2 separate regions of the Zea mays genome follow, and region 2 is linked to region 1. A link is a contact called in public Hi-C data. All regions are on one chromosome and are shown on one strand. The core of a region is the stretch at or near the end of the contact, and the rest is flanking DNA. Distances in the headings are between cores, read along the strand shown. Region 1 holds the start of LOC100502480 (Auxin response factor 18). Region 2 overlaps LOC103626282 (zinc finger CCCH domain-containing protein 45).

The links. Hi-C and Micro-C count contacts between places; a contact is called where the count stands out from the background.
Region 2: a Hi-C map of ear shows a contact between it and region 1, with 2.5 times the contacts expected there. The contact joins the enhancer-like site here to the promoter of LOC100502480 in region 1. A contact is called at or near these places in 6 of 25 Hi-C or Micro-C datasets (bundle sheath, ear, leaf and 1 more).

The regions. Positions count from the first base shown.
Region 1 is chr5:43,786,987-43,794,004 of Zm-B73-REFERENCE-NAM-5.0, forward strand. LOC100502480 (Auxin response factor 18) reads left to right here and starts at 3,074. Exons shown (of 15, transcript NM_001346802.1): 1 at 3,074-3,424; 2 at 3,510-3,876; 3 at 4,509-4,627; 4 at 4,779-4,877; 5 at 4,967-5,023; 6 at 5,118-5,273; 7 at 5,393-5,477; 8 at 5,573-5,663; 9 at 5,783-5,947; 10 at 6,018-6,140; 11 at 6,392-6,467; 12 at 6,651-6,798; 13 at 6,911-7,018. The coding sequence starts at 3,819.
Region 2 is chr5:43,942,866-43,949,772 of Zm-B73-REFERENCE-NAM-5.0, forward strand. It overlaps LOC103626282 (zinc finger CCCH domain-containing protein 45), which reads right to left. Exons shown (of 7, transcript XM_020538318.2): 6 at 3,583-3,669; 7 at 1,077-2,184. The coding sequence ends at 1,414. Among protein-coding and RNA genes, the nearest start is that of LOC103626282, 11 kb to the right of the region's middle. Within about 2 kb of position 1,731, at least 20 of the 20 cell types and tissues checked have an H3K27ac peak or open chromatin away from gene starts, as enhancers often do. A contact at or near this core is called in bundle sheath, ear, leaf and 1 more, where this site is marked.

The DNA.
Region 1 (7,018 bases), core at 1,824-4,323:
AAAATAGAACGACTCTGTTCTTTTTGCCAAACGCGTAATAGAACGGCTCCATTCTCAAATACTGGAATGGAGCCACTCTATTCTATTCGACTCTCCAACTAAACGCACAATTAGGGCCCACGGCTTAGGCCGCCGGATATTTCCCTGTTTACAGTTATGGATGGCTCGCCAGACCATGTGTACTTGTAGATAAACAATACCGCGCGCGCACTGCATGCAGTGCTCGGTCATAGAGAGCTGGAGTATATTGTATATGCATATGCAAGCTACGTACGGTACACACCGTACACCACGTCCAAGATCCGTCGCCGTGCCCTCGCCGGCACAAAAGCTTGGTGTTTGTAATCTGCTCATATATATGGTCGCTGCCTCCGATCGGCACTGATGAACGAGAGCGATCGAGCGTCCATCCAACGTCCCTGAAAGCACAACACCCAAACGCCAATCTATCTATCTATCTATCTATCCCAGGTAGACCTCATAAAGACGGTCAAACAACGTCCGAAGCAAGCTAGGACCCCCGGCGCGGCGCCGACGGACGCTAGCTAGCTCTCGGTCGTCACCACTCAACGCGACCCGCGACGTACGACGGATCATCTCTGGGCAACCGGCTGGTGCGGTGCAGACGTGCAGTGGACACATGTCCCTTGGACGGACCTGCCAGCTGTACGTACGTGCCGGTCTGCCGGAACACGGCCGGGGGGGGGGGGGGGGGGGGGGGGGCGCTCGGATCTCTCGCAGAAGGGCGGCCGAGCAGGATCGAGCAGCCGGCAGTGCCCCCGTCGGCGCCAGGACTGGACGGACGTACCCGAGGCCGAGCCTGAAGCAGGCCGGCCGACGCCGACACGTACGGGGCTGGGACGTTTCTCTCATGCTCCGGCAAGAGCAAAAGGAAGCGAGCGAGGACGTATGCGCGCGGTTGCCGTCAGCGCCCGCCGCCCGTGTGTGTCACCGCGTGCCGCGGCGCGGAAGGCGTGAGCCGTGAGCGGGCGGGGCATGGACCAAGGGGGTGGCTTGTTGCTTCCTGCACTGCCCGAACCGAACCCCCGCTGGAGGCCGGGGCTGGACTGGAGCATGCATACAGTTTGGCATGGAATTTATGTGTGTTTTCATCTATAGTACTCCTTATACAATGAGCATGCATGTGCACGAATCCACGGTATAGCACGGCCGGTGCCTGAAAGAATACCCTATTCGGAGGTCCATCTCCTGCTATTTTTAATTTTTTAAGCAGGCCGGACGAGCGACTGAGCTTGTCGTCGTCGTCGTTCCTCGAGTCTGTCTGTGCTGGCCGCCCTTGTTTTATGAATGAATTTTGGACATCTCCGAACGAGATATATATATTTGCTATACGAATCTGTGTCAAGGTGTCCCCGCCGTGCAAAGGGGAAAATAATAATACTTATGACTATGATGATATGTATAAAATAAAATGGAAGGGTAGGCTGGGTCAGGTCAACGATTCCTGACATGCTAGAAATAGCATGGACCAAGGAAGAAGCCCGTATGTCGTTCACCTGCACGACACGACCACGGATATAGGAGTCACAATTGCTGTACTGTAATAGCCGCGTAGTAATGGACTTTATATTATTACTTTCTTAGAATTAGAAGGAAAAAAAGTGAGAGAAAAGATTCCCCAGGTCGAGGCGTAGAGCCATCGCCCATCGGCCGGCATCACGAGGACGACGACCGAGCAGCTCCGAGTCATCATCACAGTGCCCAGCCAGCCCAAAGCGTGGTGTTAATTCTCAGGTTCCGGATTCCCTGTACGCTCCTCGTATAGGAGGACGCGCGTATAATACGCCGCACGGTCTCGGTCGTGGACGCCTCTGTCTTCAGCTGTTGGTCGACAGGAACAGTTCCGCTCCGGTCCACTGGAACGAGAAGAAAGAGAAGGAAAGGAACCAACCAAAACGTGTGCGGCTCGCGGCCGGCGCCGCCGATCGCCATCGACTGATCCGTCCGTCTCGCCTCCGTCGGCGTCGCCCTGGTGGTTGCCTGGATGGATCTTGGACGTGGCTCGTGAGCCAGGAAGGGAGTACTAGGGACCATATGGGCTGCCATTTCTGCGTCCCAGCAGGTTCGTTCCCGCGGTTATTTTACTTTTGGCTTCTGCCATTTCTCTGTTTCGGCTCAGGCACTTCATTAACAGCTCACGTTCCTTTCACTTTCACCGTTTTCTATCGGCGACGGCGGGCTATTGGCGTGCAGGTTTCATTGACGACGGCGGGCTATTTACTGCAGTGCTATAGCTGCAGCTACTACTCTACCAGCTAGCACTAGCAGCAGGTTCGATGCTGAGCTCAGGCTTCAGACACGGGTGGATGGATGGATCGTCGTCGTCAGTGAGGTTGCTGTCGGCGAATTTTACTGCGACTATGCAGCCAGTCACCAGTCCAATCAAAATTTACCACAGGCAGACGTACACGTGCGTGCAGGCATCGTACTCGTACGGTACTACTACTACCACAGCCTTGCAAGTCAAAAAGAAGAAAGTGTTGGAGGGGAGAGCGAGTAGTAGTAGAGCAGGACGATTCCTGCACTCGCCAACAGCATGCGACTACGAGCTGCTTCTCACGCTAGCACTCTGCTACCGGCACAGCACAGTAAGTACATGGCAACGGCATGCTAATCTTGCTTCCGTACCAGTCAGTCAGTGCAGGCATAATAGGAGATCAGTGAGACTTAAGCACCTGCCAGGCATCAATCAGCACGCCACAAGATGAGGACGTGACGGGGGGGGTCGGGAGTGCGGCACGCGGAGCACTGTACATGTGCGACTGCACGTCGCGCGCGGCGCAGCGCAGCGCAGGCACAGAGCCACTGAACCAGTAGCCGTACTCTACAGAAGCAAGGACATAGAGAATTGACAAGAAAAATCACGCAAGGGAGGAGAGAGAGAAGGGGGGAGCATAGCATAGGCATAGCAAGAGCAAAGCTGAAAAAGAGGAGCACCACTCGTGGGGGGTTAAAACCCCGAGAACAAACTTGGGAGTAGCAGCGGCCAGCCGGAAGCGAGCGGAGACCGAGGGGAGAGGGGGTGAAGAAGCAACGAGACGCAGCGAGCAAGCGAAAGCATACCAGAGCACCAAGCATAGGGACGCGCGCGCTTCTCCAGTTCTCCCTCCCTGCCCTGCAAGGCGGCTGCAACTGTTCCAGCTAGCCCCTCTCCCAGCCTCTGCGTCGTAGACGTGGTAGTAGCAGCCGCAGCAGCAGAAGCGGCGGCGAGCATGCTCTTGGCACCCCTCCCCGGCGCCGGGCGGATCTGCCGGAGGGCGGCGGCCGGGGCGCTTGGAGCGCGGCGCTAACCGCGTTCGAAGGACCTCGGGATCTGACGCCGCGCCTCCCCTAATCGATCGACTCCATCGGTGGCGGCGGCGGCCGAGGCGGCAGCAGCCGGGTCTCTCGGCTCCGGGACAAGATAAGCTTTTGCTCTGCGCATTCGCGCTGCTCAAACATCGTAGCCAGCCACACCAAGCAACTGACTTGTGCTCCTCTGATTGTACAAGGGAAAGATTGCGCTTGCGCTTGCTTGGGCGCCGGCCGCGCCGGTGGCGGTAATCTTCGAGAGCCGCGGTCGCGGCGCGCGGTGAAGAGAAAAAAAGGTGTGTGTGTGTGAGAGAGAGAGGAGGCTCCCTGCCCTCTCGCGGTGACTTGGCGAGGAGGGGGAGGGACTGGGAAAGCGAATGGTTTTCGGGAAGGCGCTGTGATTTGGCCTGGAAAGGAGGAACCTTTCCTTCCTCTTCCCGTCCTTTGCCGGCTCTTGTACCGCCCTCAGATCGGCGACCCGGTTGTTTCTTCGGCAACGGGCGGAAATGAGGCTCTCGTCGTCGTCCGGCAGCGTCCTGCCGGCTCAGCCGGGCTCGCCGGAAGGTACTCCTTTGCCTGCTCTGCTGCGCCGACTTCGATTTCTCTCGCTGTTGTCTTGTTCATTAATGCACTTCCTTCCCCGTTCGTTGTATTCCTCTTCCGTATTGAGTTTCAGTTGGAGTTGTAGGACTGCTATTTGGTTTCTGTTTTGTTACTAAATGCCTCTGCTTTAAACCTGCTCTGTGGCCGGGTGATCCCGTAGCAGCGACCCAGCGCCGACGTGTTTGATTTGCGAGGTTTATCTGGATTTGTTTTGATGGTTTCTTTTGAAGGTGTTGCTGTCACAAACTGGAAACCGTTTGTTCTTTCGATTTTGGTCCTTTTGTCTACTAGTTCTTGCTGCATGTTGATTTCATGATATTTCTCCGACTGTTTTTTTTTTCGATTAAGCTGTAAAAATAGTTCCCTTGTCCCTCCAGTTTAAGGACACTTATTATAAGTTAACACCCCATCTTGATTCTCAATTTTTTGCACTTAGAATTGGAATTTATGTAGTACCATCTACTTTCTGAAACATTTTTTTTTGTTGGCATAAGCCTGTCCCCAGTTTTGTTCTCCCTTGATATTTCGTTGCTGAAGAAACTTGCAGTACTGAATCTTGTGCTCAAAACAAACAAATACTTGTGCCATTACAGCTGTGGAGGAGCACAAGTGCCTGAACTCGGAGTTGTGGCATGCTTGTGCCGGCCCGCTTGTTTCCTTGCCCGCGGTGGGTAGCCGAGTTGTGTACTTCCCTCAGGGCCACAGCGAGCAGGTTAGTGCACAATGCTCACCATGCCCGTGAATCCTATGTCCTCTTCCAGTTCGGCTGTCAAGCTCGAACCCCCAATTAGCCTCTGCCTGTATTTTCAAGACTCCAGAATTTCTCCCTGTTTTACAAAGTTCTTGGTGAATTTCTACTGCAGGTAGCAGCATCAACAAACAAGGAAATAGAGTCTCAGATCCCCAACTATCCTAATCTGCCGCCACAGCTTATATGCCAACTTCATAATGTGACGATGCATGTAAGCTTGGAGCCTCGGAACACTTTCTCCTTAAGCCGGGTAACCTTAGTTTTCTGTTTCATTATCTGTGTTTTTTTCTCTTCTTTCAGGCTGATGCAGAGACAGATGAGGTATATGCACAGATGACACTACAACCACTCAACCCGGTAAATTACATTGTTTCTGCCTATTTGTGCCATATAACATGCAAACTTCTCTTGGGATCTACGGAGAGTAATCTTTGGCTTGCTTTTTGTGCAGCAAGAACTGAAGGACCCATATTTACCTGCAGAATTAGGTTCGGCCAATAAACAGCCAACAAACTATTTCTGCAAAACATTAACAGCAAGTGATACCAGTACCCATGGTGGGTTCTCCGTTCCCCGTCGAGCAGCTGAGAAAGTGTTTCCTCCACTGGTATGTGCTACTTCTCTCAAGTTTCAAGCTCATTATTTATGTTGATTTTGTTGCAGAAAGTGAACTTCTCAAATATTTATGTTTCCTTAGATTTATCTAATTTGCCAAATACTATGTAGGATTTCACCCAGCAACCCCCATGCCAGGAGTTGATGGCAAAAGATCTTCATGGCAATGAGTGGAAATTCCGTCACATCTTTCGTGGTGAGCAATTTTTCTTTTTTCCTTTTCACTCTTTTCGCTGTGCATTCAACAGTAAGGGCTATTGCATAACCTTCAAAATACCGTCCTTGATGCAGGCCAGCCAAAGCGGCATCTTCTAACTACAGGTTGGAGTGTCTTTGTAAGTGCAAAGAGACTCGTTGCTGGCGACTCTGTCCTTTTTATCTGGTATGTTCTGATGTTCATACTTTAGGCATTCCAAACACTCACTTGTCCTCTCTCTCTTTTGTCTCCTGCCCATCAGATAGTTTCTTTTTGGTTGATTTTATGTCTCATTGCCTTGTCAGGAATGACAATAACCAGCTTCTGCTGGGAATTCGTCGTGCAAATCGGCCACAAACTGTCATGCCATCTTCAGTCTTATCAAGCGATAGCATGCATATCGGTCTTCTTGCTGCAGCTGCTCATGCTGCTTCGACAAATAGCCGATTTACAATTTTTTACAACCCAAGGTAGAACATTTGTAGTCACTTATTGTTTGGACGTTTTTCCTGTCAATTGTTTTAACAGTTGCTTTTGCAGGGCAAGCCCTTCAGAGTTTGTCATACCACTCGTAAAGTATGTTAAGGCTGTGTATCATACCCGCATATCTGTGGGGATGCGATTCAGGATGCTTTTTGAGACAGAAGAGTCTAGCGTTAGGAGGTAAGTTCAAATCTGTTTGCAACTTCACCTTGTATGTTTAAACTGTTAGTTAATTTGCCATTTTAATTTTTCTTTCTCTACCATTTTCCTACACATTGCCTTTGTCTATTTTTTAGTACTGTATTCGTCATGATCTGTGCTCCAGTTCACATGTCAATATACCTCTTTCCTTACACTGAATATTGAACTACCGTATATGCAATCATAAGTTGTATGAGCAGTCTAACCAGATCAAATGCATTCAATTCCAGATACATGGGGACAATTACCGGAATCTGTGATCTTGATTCTGTTCGGTGGCCAAATTCACACTGGCGTTCTGTTAAGGTATATTTTGGGCCTGTGCTTCTCTTGTTTCTTCTGGTTACTACATGCCCTTGTCAACCATTTCTATTGCAAATTTTCAGTTGAAAACGATACTACTACAGTACTCCCTTAATGTTTGTTCTCCCAGAGATACCTACTTCATGGTTTTGTATGATCACAAATTTTACCTGTGAATGAATATAGGTTGGCTGGGATGAGTCAACTGCTGGTGAGCGACAACCAAGGGTGTCACTATGGGAGATTGAACCCCTGACAACTTTCCCAATGTATCCATCTCCTTTTCCGCTCAGGCTCAAGCGTCCATGGCCAACAGGCTTGCCTTCTCTGCATGGTATGAGGTGCAGTTATGTTTAGCTAGCCTTTGTTAGATATGTTAGCTTATCAAATAATTCTGCAATATGCATTATATCGCCAATAACCTTTCTTGTCATGTCTATCCATAGGTGGGAAGGATGATGACCTGGCTAACTCTCTCATGTGGCTTCGAGATACCGCAAATCCTGGTTTTCAGTCGTTAAATTTTGGTGGACTTGGTATGAGCCCTTGGATGC
Region 2 (6,907 bases), core at 481-2,980, 150 kb after region 1:
AAATTGTGGTGTAAGATAGAAAATGATAGCACCCCAACCTCATCCATTCTCGTTATTCCAGATGAACAATGAGACATATATCTTGAAGAATATGCTTGAGTTATGAGGGATAACGACTTTGACAGATGTCATCGTCAGGGGGAGCGAATGCTTATATTGATCACAATCGTGAGACAATTAATGTCATATTCTATGCCCTGAAGGCGTGAGTTTGATGATCAATATGTGAACCTTTATGGAACTTTCTATTAAATATATAGATCTAGTCGATCGAACACCATCAGTCAAAGTGGTTTATTTATATTGATACGTGCACTTACCTCGTATATCCTAAAAGTGAGTAGAGGTAAAGTTCCTGAAATAGTCCTTGCAAGGATATGCAATCTGTTTGCTAAATCTTTATGTGCATATACTTCTAGAAGAAGATATTTTGCATTATTGATATAGTTTTGCAAGGATCAGGGGGAGCACATTTCTAAAGTTAGCCCTTGTAGAAGATTCGATAGAATCTAGATCCCAAAGGATCGAAATCTGTCCCGATGACAGTTGTTGTACTCTTTTCCCTTGGTGAGTTTTCTTGAAGTTTCTCACATGAGGTTTTTAACGAGGCAACAAAGTGCAAATGCAATTTGTATCACCATGCACTCTTTCTCCATATTTTTTCCACTGGGTTTTTCGGAGTTTTAACGAGGCATATGTTGGTCGTGGTATTCGCCCAAGGGGGAGTGTTAAGTAACCCTAGTTAGGGTTATGTGGGCGAATATCGGCTTTGCCCCTGAGGGGTCTCACATCTCTATATAAGGAACATGTACACCCCTTCATATGACAGAGAAGAGAAAGAAGCCAGAGGCCCAATTCTACATCATGTGTCTCGTGTGTTTCACTGTCGTGCTTCTGGGAAGGGATACGGGTCTTCTACAACTTCTTGCGCCTCTACTGCTGACGGAAGGGAAGGGAGCGGATCGGGTGATCCGTGATAACGTAGTTCTCAACCGTTACTAACTTACTACACGTTAAGGCTTGTTAGGTCAGGACTAAATTGAACTCTTCTTCGATTGCATGGAAGAAATTGAGGAGAATTAAATCTTTTATTTCTATTCAATTTTGACTAGCAAAGAATTTTAAACAGATAGTTGGTTGAAACGAACAAGCTCTTAAACAGATAGTTCATGCCAACGTTATTCTACCCGTTCCTAACTGGAGTCATATACTGTGATGCACCTCCGGAAGAATAATCTCAGCCGGCTGCCTTTTCCGCCTAAGAAAAATTCAACTACCAATGTCACTTGACAGCATACAGTTATACACAATCCACATTTTCATTATCTTAGCTCTAATCTGGGTGAAGACAATCTACTCATCTTTCAACAGTACATCTCATTTCAAGTAACAGCATGAAATGTCAGAGACGCTCTATCGTTTCCTTGATCGCCTGGGAGCGGCCTCCTCTTCGCTCTCGCTGTCATCGTCCCGAAGGGCGCTTCTACCGTACCTGTCTCCAGACTGGGCTCTGGCTCCATCTGCTCCAGGGTTTCCAGTGTTATCATGGCCCCTGCTGCCCTGGTCTAATGCTGATGCTGTTTCAAACCTGTCCCCTCGGTCACCCCCTGGCCTTCTCTGCTCCCGCTTCGCAGCACGGTTATTTGGAGGTGGCGGGGGCATGAAGGGCGCCATACCCATGGGACGATTAGGCCGTCCAGGCCCACCCATTCCCATGCCTCCCATCAGCGGACCACGGCCAGGACCCATCATCATGTCAAGACCCAGAGGGAAAGGCTGCGGAGGCCTGCCAGGGAAACCCATCCCTGGCATCGGGCCTCTAGCAAAGTCACCAGGGAACCTTGGGCCAACGAATGGCGGGAAGCCGCGTGGCATGCCAAATGGATCAGGCATGCCGAAACCGCCGCCAAAACCAAAGCCATCACCCATCATGTTAGGAGGGAAGCCACGCCCTGCCAACATTGCCCCACGCATCATCGGCATTTGAGGCGGCCACATCATCCCCCTTCCTCTTCCCCTTCCTTGAGACTCTTGGGCGTTGCCTTCTTCCTCCTCGCTTTCCTCTTCCTCGTCCTCTTCATTGTCATCAAACAGCACAATATCTTGATTATCAGCTGCCTCATCAGCACTCACTCCCTTTGCTTTTTCCTCCTCTCGCTTGGCCTCTGCTGCAATTAGCATAGCCTGAACCCATATTCAAAAACACCAGACACAGGAAATAGACACTTAAACCAAGTGAAAAATACAAATAATATATATTAAGTAAACACAAGTGGACCAGGCCTTCTGACAAAAAATGTGCCATGCCATCTCTTTAAGCAAAACACCACTAGCACCGACTAACATGTGCAGCTGTATGCTGCTGCTTGTAGTAGAGCCAGTGTATATGCATTGTTAGTCCTTAGTCCATGAAGAGATATGATGTGTCATTATTCAATTTTAGTCAATCTAAAAGTAGCCATTATCTCCATTAGAATGAACCTTTAGCGTAAAGAAATATTGTAACTTTTAGCAATATCTTCCTGATAGAAAGGGTTTTTATTGAATACACAGGAGAGCTGTGTATTAATATATTAAGAAGAAAAATGGTCCAAAGAGAACCAAATACAACATGATCGCTGTTGGACTGCGGACAGGCTTGCGAGGCGAGGGCTGCCTGATAGAAAGGTTATCGATGTATTGTAGAAGATATGGTGTTACACATATATAGGCAAGAATAAAAACTGAACCAATCAACAGAGATCCTTGCCTAATAGAGATCGATCTATAGAGATCCTTGTCTAATAGAGATAAATCTATCTATCCTAGCTATACATGCGAGATTCTAACACCAATCAACTGAGATCCTTACCTAATAGAGATCAATCTATGTATCAACGAAAATCCTTGCCAAATAGAGATCGATCTAACTATCCTAGCCATATAGGCAGGATTCTAACACTTGCATCTCTTTTCTAGCACAGCCCCGCTATATGAATCATGATTTGACAATTATGGTCACCCACAACCATGATTTGACAATTAATCCCTCCGGCCCAGTATATAAGACGTAACCACCTCTGGATAAAAGAACAATAAATGTATTTAATTATCTCTATCAACACTAGTACTACTGCGTCGATGCACGTGTGTCTAGAGAGAGCACCCCTTATATCATGGGACAAGAATAAAAAATGGTTATGTCTTATATTATGGGATTATGGGACAGCGGGAGTACAAAACTAGTTTAGAGTTAAGAAACACAGCAAATGGTGTTCAAATGTGACTAGACCAAGGGGGTGTTTGAATGCACTGAGCTAATAGTTAGTTGGCTAACAATTTGCTAGTGGAATTAACTAGCTAACTATTAACTAATTTACTAAAAATAGCTAATAGCTGAACAATTAGCTAGGGTGTTTGGATGTCTCCAGCTAATTTTAGCCACTAACTATTAGCTCTAATGCATTCAAGATTAAACACCCCCCAAATCCTAGCTGTCAGTTGTAGTTGCAATGGACTAGGTTGATATGCCTGCTTAAGAAAACAGCAAGGTAATGAGAATATTAAAAACAAGATAAATAGGCAGTAAAATGCATAACCTACCGTGAGTTCACTGTCTGGCTCCAGATAAAGCAGAGAAGCCAACTGCTCACCAACGAAAGGTTCTAGTTCCTGGCAATCTCTGCTGATCTGCAGTAATCAGAAGTGAACTCAAAAATTAAATTCTGGAAAAAAAATCGAGAATGCAGATATATATATTAAAAAAGTATACGATTTCAACAATCTAGTCAATCATCAGTGTGTGCATAGCACTAGAATTTTTGTTACTTTTCTTTCTGGCCTACATTAATTTTGAATATCCTTCCGGCAAGATTACATTTTCAGCTAGTGTTTTAATCATCATATAAAGTGTACAAAAGTTTGATATTTAATTTTTTTCTCAAAAACGAGCAGGAGAGCTGCGCCCCTTTATATTATATATTAAGAAGATAGGAAAAAAGGTCTAAAGTAGACCAAACATCAGCAGGCCTCCTCACAGGGGCCAGAAAATAGCATACAAAAAAGAACTCATCATGTGAAAGGAACAAACAACACACCACCCTAGGGAGCAGCTGCAGAAGCAGCCAGAGAACATAGGCCCTTCGCCCTAGCTGCCTCCCAACGACTTCTCTCCTCATCTGCCCAAGCAAGGATATAGGTGAGGCAAGGAGACAATCCATCGAAGACAATTTTGTTCCGATGAATCCAAATAGTCCAAGCACCCAGGATAATAAGGGAGTTAAGGCCTTTTCTGGTGACACCTGAGACCACCTCTGAAACCTCCTCCCACCAATTCAAGAAGAGGTGACCGCCGGCTGGGGGGCTAGGGAGTGAAGCCCAAATTTCCGGAAAAGCTGGTACCAAAAGACTCTCGAGAAGGAGCAAGCCACCAGAAGATGATCAAGAGTTTCTTCAGCTTAGTCACATAGCAGACATTTCTCATGGTGGTTTAGGCATTTCTTAGCTAATCGATCTGCTGTCTTGTCCTGCATCTATTATGGGCAGCAAGCCAGATGAAAAAACGACACTTCGGCGGAGCCAAACGTAAAAAATATTATAACCTCTGATGAAATATAAATCGAGACTAAGGATGAACAGCATATGCGTGGTTCAAGGTTATTAAGGTGTAGCTTTAGCGTCGCTAAAGCGACGCCTAAGTGGTAAGGCGAGTGCGGAGGCGTAAGGTGTCCTGTCGCCTTGACTGCGAGAGCAAGGCGCAGCCCCGCAGGGAAGAAGAGGTGGTGGCGCGGCGGCGACGCACAGCGCAGCACGTAGTTCGCGGCGGCGCACAGAGCATAGGTTGTGGGGGAGCGGCAGGCGCACAGCGAGTAGGCCATGGCGACGCGGCGGCGCACAGCGCGTAGGTCACGCCAAGGGAGGAGAGCTGCAAGTAGGGGGAGCGGGAGAGGAGCGGGAGAGGGAGAAGCTGCTGCTGTCGGCTGAGGGAGAATCTGCTGCTGCCGGCTGAGGAAGGTAACCCTAAAATTGTTAGGCTGGGATGACTGGTTATGGGCTTCTTTTTCTTTTTGTTTTTTCTTTTACTTTTTTCTGTTTCTCTCTTCTACTAGGCTGAAATGGACCTACTAGGGGTGAAAACGGGACAGATACTGCCGGATACTAGCTCATCCCCGTATCCTACCCTAATATAATTTTCTCGGATATAGAATCGGGTACTGATAGTTAAAACTCAGGACAGATACAGGACGAGATCGGGTAATAATTCTGGCGGGTAAGAAACGGATACCAGATATTACTCGGGTAGATAACAGATATTTGTCGGATAGTTTGTCCCGATAATATTAATTATCAAAATGTTCAACAAATCAATAAAAGAAGGAATATATAAGCATGTATATGATGTGGTCTGCTGCTTCTCTTGGGAGTATGCAGGGGAGAGACAAGAGATGGAGCGTAAGGCGTGGGGGGATCACCGCCGCCGGCCTGGCTGTGATGGTCAGTCAGGACGACCTCCCTACCTGGAGATCTTTATTCCTTCAATACCTAATACAAACTAAAGGCAAATTCCCTTATAGACTGGGACTGCCACACCAACCAATAGGATAACAATTATCTGCTATAAAATAGATCTAATCAATCTCTTAACTGAACAGCTAAAAAATCTCCCGACCCCTATCTTCTAGCTGCACACCTGGGCTCAACTCGTAGCTGCGCTGGCCCCCTTTCTTCCTATGATAATGCTTGCCTAAGAAAGCATCTATAACATTTCCCTCCCCCCCCCCCAACAACAAACAGCTCATCTGCGAGCTGTACTTCCGGAAAACGACTCTTGAATTCTTCCAGTGGTTCCCAGGTTGCTTCTGAGGAGGGCTAACCCATCCATTGCACAAGCACTTCCCAGACGCCTCTATTTAGCCGAGCTTTAGTCACTGTGACCGGTGTAGGCACCACTCTGCCATGCAGCAGTTCAGGCAGAGGCACCACTGTCTCTGGAGGTGTTCCTTCGTACTTCTTTAGGAGCGAGACATGAAAGACATCATGAATACGCGATCGAGTTGGTAGTTCCAATTGACAAAAAACTGGACCTACTGTCTTCACAATCTTGTAGGGGCCATAGAATCTTGGTCCCAACTTTGAATGAGATGGAGAAATCACTCCCACCGCTGTACGCTGCTGTAACCGGACCCAGACCCACTGCCCCACCTGAAACTCAACCTTCCTTCTGCCCTTATCTTGCTGATGTTTCATAGTAATCTGTGCCTGTATCAATCTGTCTTTGATTTCAGCCAAGAAGTCATCCCTGTCTTTCATCTGTTTGTCAACTGCTGCTAACCGTGCACTCCCAGGTTCATAAGACTGCAAGGATGGAGGTTCCCTGCCATACACCACCTGGAACGGTGAGCATTTGAGGGACGTATGATATGAAGTATTGTAACAATACTCTGCCCACGACAACCATTGCAACCATGTGCGAGGTCTGTCACCCGCCAAACACCGCAAATACATTAGGATCACCCTGTTTACCACCTCTGATTGGCCATCCGATCGAGGGTGGAAGGCCAAGCTCATGCATAATTGGACCCCAGCGAGCTTAAACAACTCCTTCCAAAACGCACTGGTGAAAACTGTGTCTCTGTCACTAACAATTGAGCATGGAAACCCGTGCAATCTGACTATATGATCAAAGAATGCCTTGGCCACTGACGATGCAGAATACGGAAGTTCCACGAAATTGGTCCCAAGGACTGGAGCCACTGAACGCCCAAAATGAAGTCAAATCCAGCGAGGGGTAAGACATAACCAGTAAGAACAAAGGCTGCATGATCAATGGAGAGTTGGATGTTGTGGCAAATGCCTGCACTTGGTATTTTGTCCCCATTAGCTACCTTCACTGATAGTCCAGGTCTGCAGTCCACCTGCAGCCAAAGTT